3 separate regions of the Mus musculus genome follow, and regions 1 and 2 are each linked to region 3. The links are chromatin contacts, called in public Hi-C maps. All regions are on one chromosome and are shown on one strand. The core of a region is the stretch at or near the end of the contact, and the rest is flanking DNA. Distances in the headings are between cores, read along the strand shown.

Region 1 (4,316 bases), core at 877-3,376, 630 kb after region 3:
GTTCTGTGTCTTCATCTCTCTGTCTCTCTGCCTCTGCCTCTGCCTCTGCCTCTGCCTCTGTCTCTGTCTCTGTCTCTGTCTTTGTCTTGCCTCTCTGACTCTGCTCCCCACCCTGCCCTGTGTCTGCCACCCACCATGACACACATGTGGAGGTCAGAGGACAACTTTGAGAAGTTGGAACCCTCTGCTCACCTTTAGTGGGTTCCAGGGATTCAACTGGACCATCATGTGTTTCCAACAGGAACCTTTATCCCCAGAGCCATCTTACCCACTCAGCCCTTAGAGTTTTTCTGAAACAAGGTATCACTATAGAGCTAAAGGTGGTCTACAAGCCCCGGTGTAGCCCAAGCTGACCTTGAACTTGTGAGTCTCTTGCTTCTACCTCCCAAGTGCTGGGATGACAAAGGTGCACCAGGATGCTCAGCTAACAAATGACTTTTGTGACCTAGCTGTGTCTACCACTGATTGTCACCCCAATTCAATGAATTTGTTTTCTCATGAAGCCAATGAGGCGAGAGAGAAGTTGTTATTGGGCCACTCGACTGGCCTGTTTTGGCCTATCCTGTATACCAGGAGTGACACAGACCTCCAAGGGCCCTGCTGGGAGAGGAGGGAGGAGGTGGAGATGGAACCCACCCGTGGCCTTGTGCATGGGAGGCAGGTGATGTACTAGAGAGCTGCACCCCATATACTCCAGTGATTATTAAAATGTTGTTCAGGGCCATTTCCAGAGTATAACTTGTGGCCCCCTCTCTGTTCAGAGTCAATTCAGAGTCCCCCCACAAGTGTATGCCTATCACTTGCTGGCCGGAGAGTCCCAGAGTCTGAGCACCCGCTTGCTTCCTCCAGTTTGGTTTGGTGCTGTGTGCCAGGAGAGCTGAGCTCAGCCACACATAAGACTCCCGTGAGGGTTTGAGAACACTCGTGGGATTTTCAGATGGTTCACTGAGCTCTGCCTCATCAGGATTCTAAGTAAAAAGGGGACACGGGCTATGGAGAAGAGTGTGGGGTCCACAGCTTTGTTCTTTCTCTTCTCATGCACTCCTCAACGTCTACCTCTGCTGCTTTGTGTTTGCTTCCTGGCTTATTCTTTCTACGTCTCTGAGACTCAGTTTCTACCTCTGTGGAATGAAGCCAGCTATTCTTAGCCCATAGGATTCTGGGAGAAAAGCAAGCTCCAGAACCTATTACCCAGCACCTAGCACTGAGCACCCAGCACTCAGTACCCAGCACTCAGCACCCAGCACCTAGCACCCCAGGTGACTAATACATTATTTTCAGGTGACTGTCTCTTTTCTTTCTTGTCTGTTCTTGATACCTGGCTGTTTTTGTGAGTTACTGGCACCAGCAGAGGCCCCAGTGAGTCTGGGAGCTAGAGTGGAGTCTTTAAAATTCATTACCAGGTTTATAGGCAGTGCCCTCGTGAACATGTGTGTGTGTGTGTGTGTGTGTGTGTGTGTGTGTGTGTGAGAGAGAGAGAGAGAGAGAGAGAGAGAGAGAGAGAGTGAAAGTGTGTGTGACTGGATGTGTGAATTTGTGTGTGTATGTTTTTAAGTGTGTATATATGTGTGAATGTGTGTGTGTATGTTTTTAAGTGTGTATATATGTGTGAATGTGTGTCTGAGTGTGAATGTGTGACAGTATGTGTGAACATGTGTTAGTATGTGTGTGTGAATGTGTGTGAGAGTGTGTGAGTGCATGTGTGAGTGTATGAGAGTGTATGTGAATTGTGTGAGCATGTGAATTTGTTAGTGTGTGAGCATGTGTGTTAGTGTGTGTGAATGTATGTGTGTAAGTTAGTGTGTATGTGTGTGAGTGTGTGAGTATGTGTGTGTGTTTGTGTGAGAGTGTGTGTGAATGTGTATGTGTGAGTTAGTGTCTATCTATGTGTGTGTGAGAGTGTGTGTGAGTGTTTGTGTGATTGTGTGAGAGTGTGTGTGTGTATGTGAGCCAGTGTGTGTGTTGGTCATTTTACTGGCTTGTTTCCTGAGGACACTTCTTTAGGGTCCACAGATGGCAAGGAAAGCGATTGCGGTGGACAGAGGAAGGAGCTGGTCAGAGGCTCTCTCCCTTGCAGCAAGAGCAGAAGCAGGAGCCCGCTTCCACCAGGGCAGTGACTCACCCTGTATTAATTGTGCTGCAATTATCCCGAGCTTCCTCTCTTGTCTGGTTCCTTTTGACCTGCGCAGCTGTCTAATAGAGATGGCTGTTGTGATTTCTTAGTTAATGTGGTTCATTATTTCCAGCACTGCCTTCAGTGGCTGGAATGTCTTTCTCCCTCAGCTCTGACTTGGAGAGTTTCATGAGCTGTGTCTTCAGCTGGGCCTCTGGTGCTGCCTGCATTGTCTGTGGGAGAAATTTCATTTGCAAATCAGAAGGAGTTCACAGAGTGTGTCGCGGTGTTGCTTCATGAGACTCCGTTTTCATCTTCCGGAGCCTCTCCCCAGTCACCTCCACGTGCCTTGGTTGAGGAAGAAAAAGCCCCTGTGTCCCAGGCCTCCGTGAGAGCCAGATGAGCAGTAGGCAGGCATTTGTTTGCGTCTTAGTGCTGCTAATTATCTGCAGAGGGCCGCAGAGCAAAAGCGTCTCTTCTCTTGGCAACTCGCCTCATGCTGGGTCAGGCCACAGAGACCCAGACGTTGGGAGCCCTCGAAGCTTCTGATGTCAAATGTCTTTATGAAATTACAAAAATCACACCAGCTCACCTGAAACTTTCTATTCTCTTTAAAACCCAACACAGCCTTGGATGGCTTAGGGAAATTGTAAAGCTTTGGAAGCTGAGGTCAACTGGTCTAGAGCTCTAAATTCTTGGCCAGTAACTATTCCGCTGAGACACTGGCCTGGGAGATGGGGTCATTAAGAAGGAGAATAAAAGCTCTTTTATCTTGGAGTTCTTTTTCCAGGATGGTCACCGGCATAGATGTAGAGAAAACACCAGGATTCTCAGAAACAAAGGCACAAGTGGTGGTCAGTGGAGGACCCAAGGAGGGAGGACTGCCGGTGCTCCACGATGGTCCAACAGGGTCATCCCTCAATGCTTAGGGTGGGCCATTTCTTCCAGGATGAACTTAAAGGTCAGCTATTCCTTTCCTTTCTCCTTGCTGTGATAATGAAAAACCTTGACTCAAAGAAGGAAGACTTTACTTCAACCTCACAGTTTGAGGGTACAGTCCAGCGTGGCGGGGGAGCCTCAGCAGCAGGACCCTGAGGTAGCTGGTCTCACTGCAGCCCTAGTGAGGAAGCTGAGACATCTCATGCCTGGTGCTCAGACCCTTCCTCACAGAATGATGCCACCCATGTTTTAGGGTGAGTCTTCCCGCTTTAATTAACTCAAGCTAGAGACGCCCTCACAGATATATGCCCACAGGCTTGTCTTCCACTTGATGCTAGAGCTCTCAAGTTGACAACCAGTGTCAACTGCTAGAGTTGGGGACACACAGAGGCTGACTCATAGGAACTCTCAATCCATTCTTCCTCTTGTGTGTTGCTTCTTCAGAGGAGTAGGGAGTCTGTTCTCCTCCCTAATTCGTTTGAGCTACTGCCCACCTAGGTGGCTCCTGTCAGCTCCTCCTCCAGACCAGGGAGAATTGTGTTTCTCTGACAGAGAAATAATGAGAGCTGGCTGCTGACTATTCCTACTGGCAAGGCTTCAGGAAGCCAAAGGGGGGGGGGAAAGCCCTTGCATGTTGGTCATTTCCAATCTGAGCTTGTGCCTTGTGCTCCAGATTAAGACAACTGTCAGGAGAGAGCAGAGGTCAGTTGCGGGTCTCTCACCATGGTGCTGTCAATCTGGGTAGCACCTATACTAAGCCAGGTCCTTATGGGGGAGGGGTTGTATAATGGCTTTTTACCTATTACTTGGGTTTTGAAGACTGGGGGTACCCTTTCGTCTATGGACAGGCATACCCAGGAAGCCTTGAATGTAGTCTTTGTAGCCTAGGGTCCACACTGCCAAGTGTCTCTTAAGCTTACTAACAAGGGGGAGCTAGAGGGAAGTCAGACTCGTGTCCTTCATTGGGTCTTAAGAAACGAACAAATAAAAGTTGTTTGAGGTACCCTTCCCCATGGAGTTGTTAAAAAGATAAATAAATATACAAACTCCAAGATACCCAGTGTAGCTGACACAGATGTTTAGAACTTAGCTTGTCTTTTTAGTTCTTATTTATATATGTGTGGGGGTGTGGAGGAAGGAATGATCACATGAGTGTAGTGCCTTATGAATCCAGAAGACTCATAAGCTGGAGCTACAGGTGACTGTGAGACAGGGACTTGAGGTCTATAGGGGACAAGTAGGAGGTCTTCGCCACTGAGCCATT
Region 2 (4,522 bases), core at 805-3,304, 730 kb after region 3:
TCCCTGCCACGTTCAAGCTGAGCTGACCTGAGTTCAATCCTTGGGACCTGCATGATAGAAGGAGAGGACCAACTTTAACTCCTGTGCACTGCTCTCTGACCCACACATAGACGCATGCTGTGGCATAGGATGGGCCCCAAATTGTGTGTTTGTGTGTGTGTGTGTGTGTGTGTGTGTGTGTGTGTGTGTGTGTGTGTGAGAGAGAGAGAGAGAGAGAGAGAGAGAGAGAGAGAGAGAGAGACAGACTAGGGCAAACATTAATTAGTGTTATCAAGTGTGAACTATGGTGAGAATAAGTAGAAGGGAGAATAATGGAATTTTAAAAATCAGAATATAAATGCAATGGTATTTGTGATTTAAAAAGCTGCAAACTTGGTTCTGCACTCCCGGAAGTCAAATCAAAACGAGAAACTCTCAGGTCACGTGTGGTGTGCGTGTTACTGTTACGGCATAGGTGATCCAGCTAACTTCATTTCCTGAAGAGTCAGTATGGAGGGATTTATCAATCCCTCCTCCTATAGCCACGGGTATACAGGCAGCACAGAGCAGACTCGAGAGGTTTTTGAAAAGGAGGAGAGGGAGAGGAGGGTGGGTTTGATCTCTAGCTGTAACATCTTTTTGAAATTTTGAAATACGAAAGCTCCCTTTTGTCATTCATGAGTGTGGGGCGAGTGTGAGCAGACCATGATGAGCTAATCACGCATTTGCCTTCTGATTATAGACGCGATGGGATGCACACTCTCGCCTTCCTCCTGCGGTGCCTCCCTGCCACGGTGGGTTGTACCTGCAAGCCGTGATCCAAACTAAATCCTTCCTTCCTTGGGTTGTATCATCAAGTAGTTTACCACAGCTCTGAGAAAAAGAAACAGCTGACACAATGAAACTAACACAATGAGCTGCTCTGCTTCTCTTCGTCCTCCCAGCCTTGGGTTTGCTTTCCGTAGGCGACTGTAGGTCCCCTCAAGTCAGTCCTGCGTTTGGTCTTCCTGTTCCCACTCAGCCCCCTTCCTTCTGGGCTCGGCTTAGAGTAATCTCATGCTCCTGTGGTCCCTCTCAGGATGGCACGTCTGTTAAAGAGTCACAACGACCCCACCTTGTGCCAGGTGCCACCCTCTGAATCACCAAGGGACTCAGAGGAAGAAGATGTCAGAAATCCAGAGATCCTGGGGTTTCCTCCAAGAGGAGTGGTATAGTAGGTGCCTCCCTCTACTGATACATACTTTCTGTGTGCACGCCAAGGCCAGCATGCTCCCAGGGCATTTGGGACACTGTGACGGGTGACAGCAGCAGAAGCCCTGGCCAACTTTCCTTAGGCTGTGCAGCAATAAAGACTGTTGCCACTCCCACTGCCTCCACTTGCTCCTGTTTCCTCCCACCACCATAGCAGACTAGCTCCAAAGCAGATTGTTAAGTAGGGGGAGGGAGGGCAAGGGGGAAGCTCCCCCCATTATGATCCAGTCTTGGAGACCACACAGCATCACTTCAATGTCTGATTCACGGGAAGCAACCACCTTGGAGAGGGAGAATTGGGCTTTCTCTCTTTGTGGGAACCCTGTTGAAGAATGTGTGAGCATGTTTCAAATACTGCAGGAGTGCAGTGTCTGCCCTTTGTTTGCAGGGAAGTCTTGTGGAGGGGATGGGCTTCCTAAGGTTCTACATTCATAGGCTGACATAATTTCATAAGAGGGGTGGAGATGCAATTAACTCTGAGTAGCTTCATGATAATCACAGGCTATCTTGTTACCTCCCTGCTTGTCTCCTGTGTGCTCGGTAATGGGTCTGTTTCCTGGCACTCAGGACGACAACAGGCATGCAATTGTGAGCAGAGGAGGTGGCGTCTTCATTGATGTCCTCCTTCTCCTCCAGGGTCTTTTCTGTAGTGTGGCTGTGAAGCCCATCCTTCTAACTCTGCCTCTTGAGTAGGTTCACTTCCAAGAAAACCTGGCTGACCAGTAAGAGTGCGGATCCCTACCTGCTCTCAGCCAGGTCTCCCAAGCATCAGGAGCCTCCTCCCCAGTGTTCAGGCTGAGGTTGGTTACCACCAGCCACAAATACATTTAAATCTCCAGCTGCTCCCTGGTACCATCTGTTTTCAGTTTGCCTCCCCTTTTCCCAGGTCACCCATGAAGATGTTTTCAAAAAGAAGCAAGTTAAAGTGAAACTAAACCTCTCATGTGGGCCACGCAGTTTCTCTCAACACCCTGTGTGCCCTGCTCCTTCTGGGTAGAACTTGAGACTTCATTCTTACCAGCTTTGAGAGATGGAGGCAGGTAATGAAAAGGAATGTGGCCGACTCAGCCGGGTCCATAAAGAGAGTCGCTTCCCCTGAGTGGCAGGTGATAACTGCTCTCATTTCTCACGTAATGCAATCAAAACAAGAAAATTATTAAGGTAAAATAAACAGAAGACACGAAGACTTTGTAAGACTTATAAGACAAAAGGAAAGGATTTAATAATACAGGGTTCTGTATTATTAAAACAAAAATCAATTGTTTATCATTTGCCCCTTTCTAGCCTGAAAAACTTGTGATATATATATATATATATATATATATATATATATATATATATATTTAATTTCTCGAAGCTCTATTGTGCAATGGTGCTCTGGTTAAACCGACACAGACTGTCTTCGGGAACCCATTAGTCTACAATTGCAGGAGAAACTAGTCCTTGTTTTTCAGTTCTGATAATTCACTGTATGTTAAATGTTAAGCATGCAATACCTGCTCCTAAGGGGCTGATGGAAGTCACCATAAAATCTGAACCTGCTATCCAGGAGCCTTGCACTATGTTTAAGTTTTACACTAAATTATCTATTTTCTGTGATACATATACTGTGTTCTCAGATATGAGAGTTCCCATAGGCCTGTGTGATTGTCTCTCTGCAAAGATGATCACAGAACACCCTTTCCTTGTGTCCTCTGAACTGTTGCAGTTGAGGGTTTTGCCAACTCAAGCCTGTTTTTCCAATCACCCTGCATCCTGGTGCCTCCTGCATTTCTTCTAGGCTCCAGATCTCATCTATGGAGTTGGTGTTTGAAAACATAAGGCAGAGAGGAGGGAGAAGTGATGTCATCTATAAAACGTTGGGCTTGCCAACAGGAAAACCCAAGCTTCATCTCCAGAATCCATGAAAAGAGAGCCAGAGCTGTTTTGTTGGCTTGTGTTTGTAATCCCGACACCACCGGAGATTACAGGCAGATCCTTGGGCTCACCAGCCAGCTAGCTTAGCCTGTTTGGTGAGCTTTAGGCCAGTGCGAGACTCTGACTCAAAAAACAAATCCAATGGTGACTGACATTTGAGGTATCCTCTGGCCATGTATATGTGTGCCTGAAGATACGTTTGCATGCATGAATACACAAACATACAGAAACTTGGGAGAGGTGGGGCATTGAACATCCGTTTTCTCCAAACTCAGTTGGTGGTTCCATTCGACTTGTATGCTTAGGGACCCTGAGTGGACACCTATGGGATGGTGACCCAGTAGACTATGACATTGTTCTTGAGCTGGTGTGAAAACTACCACTAATTTTTCTTCCAAATTTGTTGGGGAGTCCCTCAGAGGACACTGAGTAAGTGGCCCAGCCAAGCCCAGAGCCCAGGGCTCTGGATGGAGGAGCTGGTCTACCCCTGTGTCTAAGTCTGAATTGGTGACTAGACTTCAACTGAACCATTTCTGTGCTAGGGAGGGCCCAGCAGTCTTCCCAAGATTGCCTAGGAAAAACATGAGGAAATAAAAGAAGGAATCTAGAGAACTCGTCACCTCACACCTTTAAACGCAAGTGGAGTTAGGGACAGTGTGGTCATTGGTGCCACTAGAACAGGAAGGCCCTGACGATCCCTGGAAGATACTGCCTCAAGGTCCATTATCCTATAAGGCTGTGAGACGTGACTTCATTACCCCATGAGCAGTTTGTTCCCCTATGCCTGCTGGTCTGGACTTGTGACTTTGTGGACGTGCCCAGGAAGGAGGAAAGCTTTCAGAGCAGATAGATAGTAGTCTCCAGCAGATAAAACTGAGTAGCAGGCCACCCCAGGGCTTCGGTTCACTTGTACAGTTGTGAGAAATTGTTCTTTGTTATTGCCCACCACAGCAAAGCCGTCCTTAATGGTCAACTTTGTATAGTTCATCTTACAGGCTTAAAATGGAACTGTAAGGCCTTGTATGGTTGAGACATGGCTGCATCCACATCCTCACTGTGTAAAGGAAGGTGGTCTGCACTAAGTCCTGTCCAACAAATAAACTGCCTGTGCTGAGCTTCAGGCACTCCTGAAGCACACTGCCAGGTGACAGCAAGCTGGCACATGATCTCACAGCACTTCTTGGCCAGTTTGCTTCCGTCTCAGGGCCTTCTCTTTCTTGTAGCCCCTGATGGAACAATACCTTCAACTGGCTGTAGCAAGACTCTTGAACATTCTTCATGACTCACGGGGATTTATAACTCAAGGTTCCTCTGACAACGTCTTTCCTGCTTCTAGGAATGAAGGGAGCAAGGAAGAATCCAGAAATTCCCAGAA
Region 3 (4,129 bases), core at 1,067-3,566:
TAGCTTTAGATGTGAAACTTCTCAACCATTTGCTGCCGTTGGTTTGGGTGTGGGCTACTGGGAGCTAAACCTAGGGCCTCACAGGTGGGAGACAAGCACTTAGCGAGGGATCGATAGCCTCAACCCCAAATTTGCATCTTTTCATATTGATTATAGCCTTAGTGATTGTAATCCTGTGGTAAGCAGAATTGAGGGGTGGTCATTAGGAGAGTGTGTGAAAATACAGAGAAGCATCCAGCCCAGCATGATGGCTGCAGACGGGCTTGAGAGAAGTGCCTTGTGGGAACTGGCGTCCAGACTGAGCCTTGAGAAGGGGTTTGAGAGATGAACATAGTCAGCTGAATGACCAGGATAAACTGCAGGACAGGTTGGAAGGTTAGCAGGGCCCACTGGGGCAATGAGAGTTTGGAGCTGGTTAAAATATTCTGGGCACAAAATACAAAGTTGGTCTCCTGCCTTTGTTGCATGTTGGGATCTGGGTATCTTTAAACATCCCTGACACCAGATGGTCTTCTGCGCACACACGTGTGACTGTATTGGTGTAGGTGTGATTTGTACATTGTTGTGATGGCTTTTTTAGGGCAGCTCCTCAAGTGATTCTCTATACTTGTGAATTTGGAACCGAGTAGCTGATGTAGGAAGCTAAGACAGAGAGCTAGGCAAAGCCCCAGCCCCGTTTGGATTAGAAGCTTGTGCTGGGTCACTTGGTAGCTTTGCACCTAAAACAGGGAAGTTCTTTTTTCTGTGTGAATTTGAGTTTAATTTTAATTTCTTTTTGCTTTTAAAACCCTAAAATGATTTTAAATAAAAATTTTAATTACAAAAAAACCCTGTTATCTTATAATTACATTGTATGAAATTTCCTTAAAATTAATTTCCTTATGGTATATTTAGGTTTTATGATAATCTTTAGTTGGAGGAAACAAAGAAGATATGCATATATAATTTTTCTCTCTAGGTGGCAAAGTGAATATTTTAAATTCTCAGTTGAGCTTTGGATAAAACAAAGGCAAGCTGTGAGTTCTTAGCTAGTACTGACTGTGGCTTTGACCTGGAACCCAGAGTCAGTGCACTATAGTGTCTTCATGTGAACACTGCATTTTAAAAGCTGCTATTTCAAATGCATCGGGCCAGGCTTACATTTTCTTAAAGGAAACACAGGACTCTCTGTATATGTACATATGCTTGTGCTATTTCTGGATTCAGGACAAATAATGTATACTATACACAGGTGCATGCATGAGAACACATACAGTGCACACACTTTTTTTCTACTCTGTGAAGTCTTGAAAGATGGATTGTAACTTAATTTTGTAAAAGAATTGTAAAGAAATTGCTAGTAATCTCTAATCAGAGAAACAGAAGTACGGATGTGATGGATAAATGGGATTCCGTTATGGCCAACATCTTCATTGATCTTAACAGAATTGCTCTTTGCCTCCTGTGTCTGTTTTCTCTTGGCAGAAAGCCGAGTGAATTTGGAATAGAAAGAAAGGGAAAATCCACTTGGTTCCAAATGATGATGCTGTGCACCGGCGTGGGGAACGTTACCTACAAGCCAGCAGCAGAATTGCTGGATGCTTGCTTGCTTCTTCTTTAGGGAACAACTGAAAGTCCTCTGTGTAGCCAGGTCAGAACATCTTTAACTTTACACTACCCAGAGCTTAGGATAGCAATTTAAATCATCAGATTCTCAATCTTTTCAACACTGTAGCCCTTCAATACAGTTCTCCATGCAGTGGTTTTCGATGATATTTCATATCTGTAATTACTGTATTGAATCGTCATGTAAATATCTGTGTTTTCCATTGGTCTTAGGAGACCCCTGTGAAAGGGTCCCCAAATGTGTCTTACCACGAAAGTTGAGAAATCATTGACAGAGTAGTTAAAATTTTAAACTGAAAAATTTTAAACTATTTCTGAGTAGAATTTAGTCCACAATACTCAGGTTGGAAAGAAATAGTATCATGTGTCTTAAACAAATGCTGTTTTTAGTTTGATAACACATTAATAATTTTCCTAATTTGGAAACATACTATATTCATTTAAGTGTTTTCCTTACTTTGTTGTCATAGAGATATTTTCTAGAAAGTCTTATCATTTCCAAGAATTCTTTATCTTTAAACTGACCGCTTTTGAGTTGTTTGTTATACCCTGAGGTAGATCCTACAGAAGTATGTAGAAAGTCAGAAAGACACACTTGGGGGTGTGGGGATCATTGCTAGTATATTTCCTACCTGAAAGGGTTTCCTGTCTTCTGGCAGTGTTCAGAAACTGTCAGAAAGCAAAGCCGGGCTTTCTGACTGAAGTGAAGTGGGAAGTGGCCATAGATGGCAGTGTGGCTCACACTGATGTTAAAATACACCGTGGTGTGGCATTTTCATAGAGAAATTTCCAAGACCAAATCCATCCAAGGATATTCTCTTTGCATTAAAAGTTGACTTTTCTCCCTGAGCAGTTTATAAATATAGCATAGTCAGAAGTGTGCCCTGCATCTCAGAGCATCTTCCTGAGCACAAGGCTGCTAGAAGCTGGCTGCCTGGTGCTCTGGATGGGGTCTTTGGAAACTGGATTTGCTTTTCACACTGTCTCTGCAAAACCTCTTTCCATAGGTAACATCTCAAATTCTGAACTAAAGTGTAGCGTCCTTCTGCATCCTCCTTACCCAGCCAGCAAATCAAGACATTTTGTCTTTTCCAGTTCTGTCATGAATGGGGCCCGGCAACTGTTACAGGCAAGTGGCAAGAGGTGCCAATCATAGGTGGGAGAATTGAGGAACACAGTAGGACTCTGTGCAGGGGCCTTAGAGAAGAGGATAGCGTTCATAGAGTGAGCATGCCATAACCCCAGCCTGGGGTGCCGGTGTGTCGGTGTATGTTTGGCAGCCTGCCTGCTCTTGCTCTAGCTCATGTTTCCTGGGCCTCATGGGATCCATGCAGCTTTAAGAATTTTCTCCAAGTATGGATGGGTGTTGTCATTAGGTACAAATTTGCCTAAAGAATTTTATCAGTTCTCAAAAAAAAAAAAAAAGGTATAAAGACTCAGTCTCCCTCAGCACCACTGTCACGTGCAGATGGACAGTCAGACCTACCTGGTGGGGAAGGCTAGCTCAGCTGTTGGCTTGTACTCTGTCCTGTAAACTGGATATTGAATGCATTCCTGCCTGGGTGCCTAATGCTTTGGTAGGTCTAGGATGGTTCTCTTTCAGGGCAGAAAGAGGCATGATCGATTGATCTCTCTCTCTCTCTCTCTCTCTCTCTCTCTCACCTGTAGTAATAGACATTCTCTTGAGTTTAGCTCCTCAACCTCAGGCCTGTTGAGACTTTGAGTCGACCGTTCTTTCTGGAGGGCGGTGCTGTGCTGTGCCGTGTGCAGTGTTTACCAATACCCAAGTCTCTGCCAGCAGGCAACCTTTGCCTGCAGTTGTGACCAGCAGAAGAAGGACCGTGGATATTCCGGATGTTTCTTAGTGGGCTTTAAAGTATGAAGTCCTCCCTCTCTGTAGCATCTATCTATGACTCTCTTAGAGCCAGGCTATAGAGTTGAAAGATAACCCTTAACCAGCCTGTGTTTATTTCATACAAGCCGTGAGCCACGAGAGGCAGTGTGACACTGTGGACGGACACTGGCGTTCTGGCTGTGAATCAGCTGAGTGCTGCTGGGCACTTCACTGTCCCTCTGTGTCTTCAGCTCAGATGCAGGGCCAATCTCCATGCTCTGTAAGGGCAGCGAGCTCCATGCCTAACAGTGCCGACAGTGGAGTGCTTGGTCTTTCAAGGTTGCTGGTAGTTTTCCTGTAGCTTTGGCACTGCTCTGCATTCGTTTAGATAATTAGTATGCTTTGGAACCTTTGGCTCAACTTAATCTATTAATCTCATATTGATATGTCTCCATTTTCACAATCCCTAGACCATTATTCACCTCCTTTGTGGAGTCGTTTCTAATTCTCTTTCCTGTCATGATAGATTTTCTTAGGTCTTCATTCACCTTGATTCTTATATCTGTAACCTGTGCTAACTCACAGGCCGTTCCTGTGCCAGCCTAGATGGGTCTACCTTTCACTCACTTATGTCTTATTACTCCGAACAGTTTTGGGGTCTTCACAACAAGACTGCGCCTCCTGCTCTGT

The links. Hi-C and Micro-C count contacts between places; a contact is called where the count stands out from the background.
Region 1: a Hi-C map of the N1E-115 cell line shows a contact between it and region 3, with 5 times the contacts expected there. The contact joins two enhancer-like sites. A contact is called at or near these places in 2 of 484 Hi-C or Micro-C datasets (the N1E-115 cell line and bone marrow-derived macrophages).
Region 2: a Hi-C map of the N1E-115 cell line shows a contact between it and region 3, with 6 times the contacts expected there. The contact joins two enhancer-like sites. A contact is called at or near these places in 1 of 15 datasets of contacts at CTCF or cohesin (pro-B cells), 2 of 484 Hi-C or Micro-C datasets (the N1E-115 cell line and bone marrow-derived macrophages) and 2 of 115 datasets of contacts at active chromatin or transcription factors (astrocytes and embryonic basal ganglia).

Annotation. Positions count from the first base shown.
Region 1 is chr19:55,967,890-55,972,205 of GRCm38.p6, forward strand. No RefSeq gene overlaps it. Among named protein-coding and RNA genes, the nearest start is that of Gm52391, 32 kb to the left of the region's middle. Within about 2 kb of position 2,127, at least 40 of the 459 cell types and tissues checked have an H3K27ac peak or open chromatin away from gene starts, as enhancers often do. A contact at or near this core is called in the N1E-115 cell line, where this site is marked.
Region 2 is chr19:56,069,872-56,074,393 of GRCm38.p6, forward strand. No RefSeq gene overlaps it. Among named protein-coding and RNA genes, the nearest start is that of Gm4470, 5.8 kb to the right of the region's middle. Within about 2 kb of position 2,055, at least 4 of the 459 cell types and tissues checked have an H3K27ac peak or open chromatin away from gene starts, as enhancers often do. A contact at or near this core is called in the N1E-115 cell line, where this site is marked.
Region 3 is chr19:55,339,250-55,343,378 of GRCm38.p6, forward strand. All of the region lies in intron 3 of Vti1a (vesicle transport through interaction with t-SNAREs 1A), which reads left to right. Among named protein-coding and RNA genes, the nearest start is that of Vti1a, 25 kb to the left of the region's middle. Within about 2 kb of position 2,317, at least 16 of the 459 cell types and tissues checked have an H3K27ac peak or open chromatin away from gene starts, as enhancers often do. A contact at or near this core is called in the N1E-115 cell line, where this site is marked.